2 separate regions of the Capsicum annuum genome follow, and region 2 is linked to region 1. A link is a contact called in public Hi-C data. All regions are on one chromosome and are shown on one strand. Each heading gives the region's core, a stretch centred on a gene start, on an enhancer-like site or on the middle of the called end of the contact. The rest is flanking DNA. Distances are from core to core; before and after follow the strand shown. Region 1 has its middle 31 kb from the start of LOC107853485. Region 2 holds the start of LOC107839997 (probable carboxylesterase 2).

Evidence for each region. Hi-C and Micro-C count contacts between places; a contact is called where the count stands out from the background.
Region 2: a Hi-C map of leaf shows a contact between it and region 1, with 1.8 times the contacts expected there. The contact joins the promoter of LOC107839997 here to the enhancer-like site in region 1. A contact is called at or near these places in 2 of 5 Hi-C or Micro-C datasets (both in leaf).

Annotation. Positions count from the first base shown.
Region 1 is chr1:153,551,120-153,553,641 of UCD10Xv1.1, forward strand. It overlaps the pseudogene LOC124887995. Among protein-coding and RNA genes, the nearest start is that of LOC107853485, 31 kb to the left of the region's middle. Within about 2 kb of position 1,267, at least 5 of the 5 cell types and tissues checked have an H3K27ac peak or open chromatin away from gene starts, as enhancers often do. A contact at or near this core is called in leaf, where this site is marked.
Region 2 is chr1:153,626,392-153,628,913 of UCD10Xv1.1, forward strand. LOC107839997 (probable carboxylesterase 2) reads left to right here and starts at 1,261. Exons shown (of 1, transcript XM_016683682.2): 1 at 1,261-2,522. The coding sequence starts at 1,333. The coding sequence ends at 2,400.

The DNA.
Region 1 (2,522 bases), core at 17-2,516:
GACAAGACACAAGAGAAGCACCCAACATATTGGAAGGGTGAACGTATAAAGGATGATAAAAGTGAGTATAGTCCTCACTGTGAAAGACAGTCCGGCTAGTAGCCGTGGAAGCAGAGGGGTCCATAGTTGACGACATATTTGACTATATGAGCAACAATATCCAGTCACAAAAAAGAGAGAAAGTTTCCAACACCTTCGCAACCGGAAGAAGACGGTCTTGAATGCCAAAAAAACTGACAAAAAAACACAAAATTCGAGAAAAATGTTAATGGAAGCACCGAAAGACAGTGGTGGAAGATCCATGAAGATTCCGATCAGCCCATTATAGCAACGCATAGAAAACACCAAAAATCGGATGAAATCAAAACCTTCAAGGTAAAACCAAAGGTTACCGGAGTTCGCCAGATAAAAAAACTCACGAAAATTCCAACAATAAACCACAAGGGTAGGATCGGAAGAAATCCATGGAGAATATCTATAAGGATCTAAGCTCTGATACTATGTTAGAAGCGAGAATATACCAGATTCAGAGCAAAACTTCGATGAGAAACGAAGCTTCGGGAAGAGAGAAAAGAGAGGGAAATATCTAATACTTGTAACTGATCTCTTCAATTATGAATCAGTGTTCCACATAATGTGGGTCAAACAATATATATACATGACCCGAAATGAAGTAATAAAATTGGATAATAAATAGGGCAAAATTCAGAAATAACATACTTATTCCCTTAATTATGAGTTTCATTGCAACAGTTTCATAATTATATAATATAACAAGTTGTATTTTGTATTTTTGCAAACTATTGCTACAAAAATACAAATATATATGATTTTTACTGTCCTTATGATCGATATATATTTTATATTTTTGCAAACTGTTGCTATAAAAGTACAAATACATACGAATACATATGCTACAAAATGTAATTTGATAAAAGTATTGTTATTTTTTGTAATTTAATACTTAAATATGCTACTTTAGATATTTTTTCCTAATAAATAAGACATTGGGCCATATACACTGTATGGGCCATCATACAAAATATATACACAAATACTATGGACTAGCCCACTCCACTAATAACTATGGTCTTGTCATGTAGCTCAACAATACACTCTCCACCAACGACAATCTTAGAAAAATCAGCATGATCATTTAGCCATGAATCTGAACCTTTTCCATTAACATGTGAAATTACCCATTGAAATGCTGCCCACGAATCCTCATACGTACCAGAACATGGATGTTCAGGGGTAAGTCTATAATCAACTGAAACAGCAATAAAATTAGCCTTTTTCGACTAAAGTGCTGATGAAATTATGAAAAACAATGGAACATGGTGATCCAATACAGAAAGCCCCGGCCCGCCATGAATGTAAATCACAACGGGGAGTTTTCGGTTTGGGTTAGTTATTTTAGGGAGAAATAAACGTGCGGAAACTCAGTTTCAGGTTGAATTAAAACATCCTTTGATCTAACAGGAGCTTGTGGATCGTCACAGAGAGGTGCATTAACGTCTGGACGTAATCTATTGATGCTCCCATCTTTGTAGAGAATGAAAAAAGGGGTCATATCAACTGCTGCTTCTTCGGTATTGGAAGCCATGGCAATTGTGAATTGAGAGAAAATAGTGAAGTGAGGGATATTAAGAGTGATGGAAAATTGTTAATGGTGGGAAGGAGATATAAATAAATTGAATGGACCGGCTGTGTGTGGGGCAGGGAAAAAGGAAAACTGGTATGGTGGGTGAACCGTCTAACTGTTTTCCTTTTACATTAGATAAAAAAATAGCAAATAGTTTTATCGTATGTTTTTTATATTTCACGGACATGGATTATGGTGTAGTGATAGGATAATTAAATGTAATTTTATTAAGAGCGTTATCTTAAAAATAGATTTTGCAATGTGCGATTCGAATTAATTGAACATCGAATGAAAAGGAAAAAAGGTATTCCACCGTTGAATGTTAAAAAGATTCTTAAAAAGTTATATAATTACTATAATAAAGGAAATAATAATTAGTAAATTATTAATGCCTATAATATTTTTAACTAAATACTCGATTTGTTCCATTAAGATGTACTATGGTGTGTAATAAAGATAATTTTTTTTTAACTATTACTGTAATAAAAGATGAAATAAAACTTATTGTGATCTTTTAAGAAGAATGAAAGAAACGAAGAAAATTGAATAGGACTAGGAGAGAGAAGAAAATTGAACGAAGAAAGAAACAAAAATAATTTATTAATTAATTAATGATATCATAACATTATTGTTTTTGGTTCTTCCTCACATACCACACACAAAGGGAGTGTAGCCCCTTTTTTAGGCCACTTGGATCTCATAATGAGTTTTAAATACGAAAATTAATAGTGTGATTTTTTAATAATTTAAGTATGAAATTAATAAAAAATATATAATTTATGTGTGGTTTTATTATTCTAAAAAGTTGCATTAAAAAAATAATTTGATTTGATTCTTAAAATTCGAACACTATTATGAAAATTAAATTGAGATCGAA
Region 2 (2,522 bases), core at 11-2,510, 75 kb after region 1:
AGCTCCTCTTGACTCAAGTAAGAATTTGGTGTAAATATCTTTTAGTCTTAGGGTCCTAATCTTCATGTTAGGGTTCTTAGATTTTAGAATATTTTGTGTCAAATTACTATCCATCATTTTGTAATCTTGTTGTTTGTATCTTGATATAGTGAAGCCGTGTGGGGCTCTTTCGATTCACTATAGTTATTGCAATCTTGTGTTATTTATCTATCTTGTTGAAAATTGTTGTTGTTGCCTTGAAAACCTAGAGAAGCCGAGTGAGGCCTTTGATTCTCTAGTGATGTTGTTCTTGTTGTTCTCTTGATTCCTTGTTGTAAGTTTGAACTTGTATCATTGTGTATCATGAAATATAATAATGCAGTTTACTGTCATGTATTGGTTAAGATTCAGTATTAGATATCATAGTTGTTTAAGGCTATGTGGGTGCGGGGCGGGTTGGAGTAAGTTCTTTTTTAAATGGGGTGGGGGTGGGTTGCTGGTATATCCGGTTTAAACTAAAAACAAAAAGTTAAAAATTAGCATTATTCTCGTGAATCTACCTAAAATTATACTCCCTCCGTTTCAAAAAGAATTACCTACTTTCCTTTTTAGTCTGTTTCCAAAAGAATGACCCCTTTCCCTTTTTAGCAACTTTTTAATTTTAACTTTCCACATGACATGTTTAAGACCACAAGATTGAAGGGCTTTTTGGTACATTTGACATATCTTTAATTTAACACCACAAGATTCAAAAGTCTTTTTTATTTTCTTAAACTCCGTGTCAAGTCAAACTAGGTCATTCTTTTTTAAACGAAGGGAGTATGTATTCTTCACATAAATTTTATCATGCTTAAAACTACTTATATAACATTGCAAATAAATAATTTTATAACTTTTAAAATTTTTTATTCATCTTAATGCAATTTGATATTTGATCATTACTTGTAGACATGATTCTTTTCTAACAATTTCTTAGTGAAAAGTTATATAATAGAAATTGGTTGTTACTATTTCCTAGCAATGAAAATATTATGATTTTTAATGGAGTTGTACATTTTTCAAAAAAGAAAAAAATAAAAATGTGGTGTTGTGCGGTGCGGGTATGTACGGATATGAGTGTGAGATGGATTTATGCGGATTTTAAAGATGATGCGGGGCAGTTTCAAAATTTGCGGGAAAAAACCCGCACCACAATCTCACCGCACCATTACCACCCCTACACGTGGGCACCCAATCTGTCACGCTTTAATGTCCCCCACACACATGTTTTACGGTTGCTCCTCTCATTTGAGTCACAAACTTCTATAAAATCTACGTTCCATTCATTTATTCACTACCTACCTTAACTCAATAATGGCACTACATTTTCCCCCTCATCTTCATTTTCCTTTATTATTTCTAATCACTATCTGCCTATGTATGAATTCCACCTTTGCAGAAAAAGCTCTGAATTTGTATCCATTTTTTCAAGTTTATGCTAATGGAACTGTTCATAGGTATGAAGAGATCAAGTTTGTCCCTCCATCAAACAATCCCAAGACAGGAGTTCAATCCAAAGACGTTGCAATTTTGCCTCAAAAAGACGTATCAGCACGACTTTACCTGCCCAAAATCAGTAGAAAAAATCAGAAATTTCCTCTTCTTTTTTACATCCATGGGGGAGGCTTTTGCATACAGTCAGCATTTTCTCCCCTGTATGATAGTTACCTCCACAAGCTAACAGCTCAGGCAAATGTATTGGTCGTATCAATTAATTACAGACTAGCTCCAGAGCATCCAATTCCAGCATGTTATGATGATTCATGGGATGTAATGAATTGGGCTGCACGAGGGAAAGAGCCCTGGCTTAAACAACATGCCAATTTTTCTCGTGTTTTCTTAGCTGGTGATAGCGCTGGAGCTAATATTGCTAACAACATCATGATTCGTGCAAGTAAGGAAAGTCATTTTGTCCTGTCACCAGTGGGGATGGCACTAGTGGATCCATATTTCGGTAATGGTAAGCCTGATGCCTTATGGACGTATTTATGCCCGAAAACTAACGGGATTGATGATCCAAGATTCAATCCAGCAGCTCATCCGAAGATTCTGTCGAAATTGAAATGCTCCAAGATTTATGTTTTTACTGCTGGTAAAGATTATTTGAGGGACAGAGCTTGGACTTATTACGAAACAATGAAGAAAATTGGGTGGAAAGGTGAATTGAGGATAAAAGAAACAGAAGGGGAGGGACATGTCTTCCATTTATTTAATCCAACTTCTGAGAAAGCCAAGGACTTGATGAATACTCTGGTCCACTTCTTGGGTTGTTCTATGATAAGACATGGTAATTATGTCAATTCAGAATCTAGAGTTAGCGAATTCAGAATAACGGTGATTATATTTATAAATGTTTTAGCTTTTCTAATTGCGTATGCATAAGTCTAGCTAAAAGCAGGGTTCAATTGAATTTGCGCGCTCTGCTTGTGTATCATGAAATGTAATAATGCAGTTTACGGTCATGTATTGGTTAATCTTCAGTATAGGTGAGTATAGATGAGCAG